Regions from separate parts of the Macaca mulatta genome. Here region 1 is linked to region 2. The links are chromatin contacts, called in public Hi-C maps. All regions are on one chromosome and are shown on one strand. The core of a region is the stretch at or near the end of the contact, and the rest is flanking DNA. Distances in the headings are between cores, read along the strand shown.

Region 1 (4,476 bases), core at 1,642-4,141, 61 kb after region 2:
CGTTCCTTAGTGATTAAAAAACACGGGAGAAGAGCTCAGCCTGGAAGGGATTTGGAAGGGGCTTGAGCCAAGGCCCAGTGGGAGTCTGAACTGAGTGGTGCAGAAAGAGAGGAAATGCAATGGGGAGAGAGGGCGAGGGGGAAAGGGGGAGCCCTGGAACAAAGCTGGGGGTGGGGAGGAGCAGGAGCTACCCTAGAGCAAGAGGGAGTGGGGCGCACCGGGAGACAGGGAGCTGGCCTGGTCTCAGGGAGGCCCTGGGAGGGGCTGGGAAGGTGTGCATGGAGTGGTGAGTGCCAACCAATTCAAGGGACTTCAGAGTGATGACTCATTCCCAGGCCAAGGAAGTGTTCCTGTTCCTGCGCCCAGTTCCCCAGTGCTCTGGAATCTTGCTTAGAGCTTTTGAGTATTCCCAGAACTTTGTTGAATCTGGCCCAAGGAATTGAGACAAAATCTACTGAGCTGCTCCAGAGCCAACCTCCTTCCTTCCCTGAAGGCAGGTGGGATCTTGTCAGTTCAGGGACCACCCTTCGCCTCCAGCAAGACTGGTCCCACAAGTACCCGGCCCCCACCCCAAATATGGAGCGCTACTGAGGGCTCCCAATCCACACTCCAGCTCCAGGTCTTCCGGTTTGCCAGCCTGCCTCCCTCCCATTCTCTGGCCTTCCCAATTTCTGCTGCCAAAAATCACCCTGTGTCCTTTGTCCTGAGAGATGTTGCTGCTTGGTGGAGGGCCAGGAGGGAGCCCAGGAGAAGGAACTGGTGGTGGGCTAGCCGAGGTGCTGGCTTCATGGCTGGTGGCAGACTGACTGCCAGAGGCTACCTGGAGAGCAGGGGAGGGAGAGGGAAGGGTTGGGAGGAGCCTGCAGTCTGTGGTGGGGACTGTCTACACCTTAGAACAGGTGGGATTGAGGAACAAGGATACCTAGGGATTTGGGTCCACATTAAGCCCAATCTTCACCCGACTGCTTCCCTGTGACCCAGGGGATCTTCAGTGATGACTTTCAACAGATTTGAGAAGGAAAATGGAGATGTCACTAGATGGAAGGCCTGAGGATGGTGTCTCACTCCTCCAAGCTGTATCCCTTACCTATCTACCCATGGGCTTGCCAGCAACCCCCCCACCCCACCAAATCTGTCATTTCCTTTAACTGCCCTCCTTTCCCATCTCCATTTTCTTTTTCTTTGTTTTTCTTTTTTTTTTTTTTTTGAAACGGAGTCTCGCTCTGTCGCCCAGGCTGGACTGCAGTGGTGCGATCTCTGCTCGCTGAAACCTTTGCCTCCTAGGTTCAAGGATTCTCCTGCCTCAGCCTCCCGAGTAGCTGGGATTACAGGCATGCGCCACCACACCCGGCTAATTTTTGTATTTTTAGTAGAGACGGGATTTCGCCATGTTGGCCAGGCTAGTCTTGAACTCCTGACAAGTGACCCACCCGCCTCAGCCTCCCAAAGTGCTGAGATTACAGGCGTGAGCCCCCGCGCAGGCCCCATCTCCATTTTATTTTCCCATCCATGATCTTTCCTCTTCCATACTGCCGCCAAAGGCCTTGTTCAGCTTACATTTCCTTCCAATCTTCTTATCCCCCTCTTCCCCGTTCTGCTTGCCCAAGTAAATCCTCCTGGGCTCCACTGGGAGCCCCCACCCCCAGGATCCAGCCAGCCCCGTGTCTCCCACCCTCCTTTCCCATCCAGAGCCCTCCTTTCTCACCCAGAACCCATTTTCTCTAGAATTGGCACCTGGGTCCACCTCCTTCATCCCTTCTTAAGGTTCTTCACGTTCCCTCCTCTCTCCTCACTGACGTTTCCTCTGGACTTCTCTCTCCAGCTCTCCTTCACCCCCCCACCCCCAATTATTATATTTCTGACTCTTTTCCCAACACGAATCACCCCCAAAAGCTTTGCTGTCTTCCAGAAGCCCCATCTTCTTATATATGTCATCATTTCAATTTTTCTCCCTCCTTATGACCCCAAACTTCCATCCCATTCTCTCTGATAATAGACCCCAAACCCATCTGGCTCCATCTCTGCCACAGACCCCTCACCCCAAGCTTCTCTCACTTCTCACCAGGCACCCACAAAGCCCCCAGGCAGCTCCATCTTTCCAATCCAATCCCATTATCCCAATCTCTACCCCAGGATCCCCCAAACTCCTCCCACTTCACCTCTGCCACAGACCCGGTCGCCCCCAAACTTCAGCCTCCCCTCATCTGCCCTCACCACTCACAGCCCCTCCTACCTAGCCCTCTCCCGCGCCGGGCCCGCGGGCTCCCCACATTCCGCCACCGCGAGCCCTCCCCGCGCCCCGGCCCCCTCGGCCTCGGCCTCGGCCAACTCGCGCGGCGCCTCCCCCTCTCCGGCTCCCCCTCTCTCCCCCCTCGCGGCTTGCCTCGCGCTCCCTCCCTCGCGTCTCCCTCCTGGCCCCTCTCTCCTCCGTTCCTCCGCGCTCCCTCCTTCTCCCTCTTCCTCCCTTCTCCCATCCCCCTCTCCCAGGCTCCCTCCCTTCGCCGTCCGCTTTCCTGTGCGAGTCGCTGGACGCACCGCCCAGCCCGTCCGCAGCCCCGTGCCGGGTCGGGGCCTCGGGCCGGGCCATTTCGGAGGGACCGCGGCCTCGGGGAGGGGCTAGGAGGGGGCGAGGGAGCCGGCCGCCGGGGAAGGGGCGGGGGCCGTGGGCGAGGCGGCCGAGGGGCCCGGGATCGCGCGGGTGCGGGCTGCGCTAGGCGGGCGCGGGCGGCGGGTCGGAGCCGCGCCGAGGGCCGGGCGGGCCGCGGGGCCGGGCGGCGCGGCGGGGGCGGGCGGCGCGGCCCGGGGCATTCCGGGCGGCCAGAGGGAGGCGGCGAGCCCGGGGAGGTGGGGAGCAGAGCGGGGATCGGGGTTTGCTCCGGGGGCCGGCGGGCGATTGGGGCCAGGCGGGGAAAAGGGGGGATGGGGGCCGCCCTCCGGGGGGGTCGGGGCCGCCGCCGCCGTCGTCGCGGCGGCGACTGAGGCCGAGAAGAGGAGAGGGGGGCGGGGGAGCTGCCGCCGCCGCCCCCCAGAGGCGCCGGAGCCCGGAATCCCGCTCGCAGCCAGCCAGCCGTCCCGAGCTACCAGCAGGTAAGGTCTGCGGCCGCCTGGGCCCCGGGCCCGCGGGATTCTGTCCCGCCCGGGTTCCGGCCTGCGGCTCCCCACCCCCACCCCTCCCAGTTCCCCCTCCTGCCGCCGCCGCCTCCATTTGTTATTTTCCCAATCCCGTCCCCCCACTGCGGGCTTTGCCTGGCCTGAGGCCGGGGGCTCAGGGGGTGGGGCCCGCCGAGGAGGGTCGGGGGCCAGGGCTTCGGGAGGATCGGGAAGGTGGGGAAGGAGGGAGGGTCTCCGGAGGAAGGCTGTGGGGCCAGAGGGTAGCCGGGACCCGCGGACCCAAAAGAGGAGGAACATCGAGGCGGGGGTTGGCGGAGGAAAACGGGGGATGCTCTGAGTGGGGTTCGGGGCGAAGGCAGAAGGGATAGGAGAGATGGCAGCGAGGTGGGGCATGAAGGCTCCAGGAAAAAGCTCCAAAGGCCCAGAACACGGGTTCCGGAGCCTGGGGTTGGGGGCGTTAGGAATGGACGGGAAGTGGGAAACGGGAAAGGGGTGTGGTAGGTGGAAAGAGGGACTGTGGCTGATGAACCTCGGGGAAACGGAGGCTTGGGCAAAAAGAGGTCCATCTTTGAGAAGAGCCGGAGGTTTTCCAGCGTGGAAGTGGGAAGGCCATGTCTTTGTGACGGTTTTCATTCCCCTACTCCAGGTCACCTCTGACCCTGTTTTCCCCATCCCAGACATAGTTACTTCTTGGAGAGGACACTGGGGCCCAGTAGTGTGGGTTATCCCAAAACTAATGAGGAGGAAAACAGGAACACAGAAGGGGGAGTTGGGAAGAAAGGGGTTCTGGGAGGATGGAAATGAGATAATTGAGCAACCTTACAGGCACTCCAAGCAAGTTGCGACCTCCACCCTCCACCCTCCAATTTCCGGAGCGTCCGCTGCCCCTGGAGCTGTGATCTATATAGGGAGGCCTTAGTTACTGCTTTGAGCTCAAAGATCTCCCTTTGTGCATGGGCTTATTTCGACTAGGGTAGGTACCTTTAAGCTCCCTTCCCTGAGGTGCTATAGGAGAGTAGGAGTTGCTTTGGCAACTGGGAGGGGGCAGGGGTGGCTTCCAGATGGACTCCTGGGATGGTCTCTTGGGGGCACCTTTTGCCACTGTGTCGCTATGGTAGTGATCCAGTGGGATGTCCAATTGGTAGGCGGGGGGCTTCGAATCTTCATTGGACGTCGGCCTGCGGCTATGTCCTTGGGACTCTGGGCTGGGTTCTGGAGGATGTTTCTGGATCTGTTGGTGGATGGGAGTTTCCCCACGGCGGCGTGTACCCTTTCATGTTGCAGTCTGTTTGAACAGGTAGATATGTTCCTTGCAGATCATAGGTGTTTCTCCAAGTCTCTCCACCTAGGCATGATGGGAGGATG
Region 2 (4,301 bases), core at 756-3,255:
GCACACACAGGTGGCTCAGGTGCAGAAGACAGTGTGGCTCCGCTGGGAGAGAGAAGGAGGGGAATGTGAGTATGGGTGCAGCCACCAGTCAGACGTCCTCAAACTACAGGGTCCTGCCCAGATGCCTTTCTGCTTTCCTGCTTTGAGTGTGCCCACCTTGGCTGAAAGGGGAATCTGAGATGCCCTGAAGTTCTGCCTCCCACTTAAGATTTCACACATCCCTAGTCAGAGCTGGGATGAAGCGCTGGCTAAGGCCCTCTAAGTGACAGGCCAAGGTGGCTCTGACCGTGGTGGAGCTGGCCCAGGCTTTGACTCCAGAGGCTTGGGAGCTGGGGCTGAGGTGAGGAAGGATGGCCGTCCACTCTACAGCTCACACAACTGCAGAGAGCAGCTCCAAGCCCTGGCCCCAGTCAGTTCCTAGGAAGGCTCCTCCCCTGCTGCCCCTCCCTAAGGCCCTGCCTCCTCCACTGCTCTCCTCCCTGGTGCCCAGGGCCCCAGTGTCTCCATGCTGAGGAAGGAAGTGGGTATGTGGCACAGAGACAGGTCAGAGCCCAGAGAATCCGGTACACACCCCGGGTACCTGGCTCTGCCTGTCCTCCTCCTTTTGGACCTGTACATCAAACCCAGTACCTAACCCTTTGCGCCTCTTGCTCAGGGGTTGATATCTCCTGAATTCTCTCATCCCTGGAGTGCCTCCCTCCATTCTGAAGGTTCACCATTTACTGGCCAAGAAAACTTGAGAAAGTTGCTTTCTCAAGCCTGTTTCACCTCTATTGCTGCTGGATTAAATAACAGCCGTAAAGACCCCTAGCCTTTCCCAGCACTGAACAGGCGAGAGGCAGGCTGGATGAAGGTGCATCCCCTCTGCTCTTGTCAGAAGAGTTTCCATCCCAGACCGCTGCCACCAGGGACAGAAAGTTCTCCCCACATCTGCCCCAGGCCTCACCTCTCCTTTCGCCCAGGTAGCGGATGCGGACCTGGCACTGGCCCCAGACAGCGCTTACTGCCGGATAGAGGGTCCTGCCCTTCAGTCCGCAGAAGGCTGTCCCCAGGTAGGTGCTCCCAATAGCGTAGCCCAGAGTTCCCTCCTCCATGTCCAGAACAGCAGTCTCTCTGGCACCTCCGGCTGCTCACCCTAAGTTCCCGCTGGATACTGGGGCGCTCCGGGCCCCTTGGTCTGATGGTACAGCTTCCCCCGCCCGATGTCCCAGCCCCACGACTCGCTGTTGCTGCCCAGCAGCGCCGCGTAGTGCTTAGTCGGCAGCGGGGCGCGGGCCGTGGCCACGCCCACCACGGCATACGGGCCCCTCTGCTCTAGGGGCCAGCTGATCTCCCAGGCGTGCAGGCCTCTTGAATAGCCCCTCTTACCCCGGACACCATCAGTGCTCTGGGACATGGGCCTCCGCTCAAAGTACAACCCTCCTTCCTTGACTTCGATGTTCTCTGAACAGTCTATGGGGTTCCAACCGTGGCGTCGTTGGGCCCCCCGTTCAGGAGGGTGTGCAGACAGCAGCTCTTCCAAGCCCTCGGGACAGGAGACGTCAGGGTACAGGGCCTGTGGGGTGGGGGTGCTGCTGCTGTCCCCCGCCAGGGCTGTCTCGCCCATGGAGGTGAGGAGCTATAGGGCTCCCCGAAAGAGGCTTGCTGGGGCGTCTCTCTTCTAAAAGTTGAGCTCCAGTTTGAGATTGGCCTGGAAGCGAGTTGGGAGAAAAGGGGTGGAGGAGCAGAATCCTGGCGGGGGGTCGTCACCCAGGCACCCCATCCTTTCACCCAAGTTTGCCAACTGGCCCGCTCCTCCCCCCTCGCTGCCCGAAAGCTCCCGGACCCCTCATCTGCCCTCGCCCCATCTGACCCAGGTCGCCCGAGACTCTCGCGAGTTCGCCCCCTTTGGGCCTCAGCAGGGACCATCCGCCTTACTCGCCCCGAGCCCTAGCCGCTGCCCCCGAACCTCGGTTGGATTCCCAGCCCAGGAAGTCGCCGGGCCTCTGGAAGAGCCGGGCGGAAAGAAGCCGAGGCGCGCAGGGCGCACACCGCGTGCCGCTTCCGCCCCCAGCACCTCCCTCGGGCGGTGCTCACCCCGCGGCCCCGCCCCGCCAGGGCCCTCCGGGGCGTTAACCCTCTCATCGCCGCCCCGGGTTGTGCAGCCCGAGGCCGCGCCCCTGTATGGCCTCGCCCCTTCGGGGGCAGTTACCTGTCTACCCGCCGCAGCCGCGGGGAGCATGCCCCGCCCCCTGGACCCCACCCCGGGCGGTTAACCTCGGGTCTCCGCACCGGGCTGTGACCCTCCCCGAAGCCCCGCCCCCACGGCGAAGGCCCGGGGCGATTAACCCTTCTCTCCCTGCGGCAGAGTCCGCACCCGGTCAGGCCCAGCTCAGAATTAACGCTTTGATGGCATCACCGCCTTGGGAATCCCTGGGGATGGTGTTCACCGTCAAGACCTTTGAACCGCCTGAGCAACTAACTCCTGCGACCTTGAGGATAAGGAGCATGGGGTGAAGGAGGGGCTTCATTGTGCTGACTCCCATTTCTATTTCCCTGTGATTCTGGGTCACTGTTTCTGGGTTGGTCCCTTTCTGCCCCGGGTTTTGAGTCAGCCTGTGCCACCTCTGAGGCTGTGAAATCTGCTTCAGGCTCTGGGCTGTACGCATCATAGTTTTCCCTGCTGGTCCAGTCTTCATACTGGATGCCAATCCATTACTGAGCCGTTGATCTCATTTGGTAGAGTGTCCTGGCTGAGACTTGGAGTTTGAGTGAAGCTATGCCACTAGTTAACTGTGTGATCTCGGGGAAGTTGCCAGATTTCTCCTTTTTTTTTTTTTTTTTTTTTTTTTGAGACAGGGTCTTGCTGTCACCCAGGCTGGAGTGCAGTGGCGCCATCACAGCCCACTGCAGCCTTGACCTCCTGGGCTCAAGTGATCCTCCTACCCCAGCCTCCCAAGTAGTTGGGACTACAAGCATGTGCTCCCATGCCCAGCTAATTTTTTAAAAATTATTTTTATTTTTTTGAGATGGAGTCTTGCTCTTATTGCCCAGGCTGGAGGGCAGTGGCACGATCTCGGCTCACTGCAACCTCCGTCTCCCAAGTTCAAGCGATTCTCCTGCCTCAGCCTCCTGAGTATCTGGGATTACAGGCACCCACCACTATGCCTGGCTATTTTTTGTATTTTTAGTAGAGACAGGGTTTTGCCATGTTGGCCAGGCTGGTCTCGAACTCCTGACTTTGTGATCTGCCTGCCTCGGCCTCCCAAAGTGCTGAGATTAAAGGGGTGAGCCACCACTTCCAGCCAAAAAAAAATTTTTTTAGAGACAGGGTCTCCCAAAGTGCTGAGATTTCAGGCATGAGCCACTATGCCCAGCCCCAGATTTCTATAGTTTTCTGTTATGTAAAATGGGAGCAATGATGGTAGTTACCTCACAGGGTTGTTATGCAGTTGAAATAATTCAGGTAAAACATGTAGCACAGAGCTGGGTACATGGTATGCACTCAACAAGCGTAGATGTCAATATGCTTACAGAGTGTGGACACTAATAAGGAGGCAATATAATATAATGGCAAACATGGTAACTGTGGAACCAGACTCCCCATTCATGAATACCTGAAGGCCACTGTGTGTATGATCTTGGACAAATTACTGAACCTCCCTGTGCCTGTTTCTTCCTCTGTAAGACAGAGATCACATTAGTATCTATTGCATGGGGTTGGTAGTGAGGATCCAATGAGGTTATAGATGTAACACATTTGGAACAGTTTCTGGTTCGCATTTAATGATTTGTGCTAAGCACTGGAGATTAAGCAGTGAATCCTTAAGGAGGTTACAAAGACTTTTATAAAACAATGTATCATGTATTAATAGTAAATAAAATTATGGAGATATAAAGAAAGTACTATAGAAGTAAAAAGAATAGGACTTCTATCTGGGGTTCAAGCAGTTAGGAAAGGAACATGTTCTAGAAGAGGATCACACCTGGGCTGAATCTTTTCATGTCCTAGAAGGGGTTCACACCTTCACACAGGGCTGAATCTTTTTTTTTTTTTTTTTTTTTTTGAGATGGAGTCTTGCTCTGATGCCCAGGCTGGAGTTCAGTGGCATGATCTCGGCTCACCTCCGCCTCCTGGGTTCAAGTGATTCTCCTGCCTCAGCCTCCCAAGTAGCTGGGACTACAGGTGCATGCCACCATGCCCGGCTAATTTTTGTATTTTTAGTAGAGATGGGGTTTCACTATGTTGGCCAGGCTGGTCTCGAACTCCTGACCTCGTGATCTGCCCGCCTCAGCCTCCCAAAGTGCTGGGATTACAGGCG

Evidence for each region. Hi-C and Micro-C count contacts between places; a contact is called where the count stands out from the background.
Region 1: a contact with region 2 is called in a Hi-C map of CD4 T cells, with 2.6 times the contacts expected there. The contact joins the promoter of ATN1 here to the promoter of SPSB2 in region 2. A contact is called at or near these places in 3 of 14 Hi-C or Micro-C datasets (CD4 T cells, fetal cortex germinal zone and liver).

The regions. Positions count from the first base shown.
Region 1 is chr11:7,896,560-7,901,035 of T2T-MMU8v2.0, forward strand. ATN1 (atrophin 1) reads left to right here and starts at 2,892. Exons shown (of 10, transcript XM_015150940.3): 1 at 2,892-3,087. It overlaps LOC114670773 (a long non-coding RNA gene), which reads right to left. Exons shown (of 2, transcript XR_003720502.2): 2 at 4,341-4,456.
Region 2 is chr11:7,836,786-7,841,086 of T2T-MMU8v2.0, forward strand. SPSB2 (splA/ryanodine receptor domain and SOCS box containing 2) reads right to left here and starts at 2,006. Exons shown (of 4, transcript XM_077953439.1): 1 at 1,108-2,006; 2 at 947-1,105; 3 at 1-42. The coding sequence starts at 1,606. It also overlaps the pseudogene LOC100429951.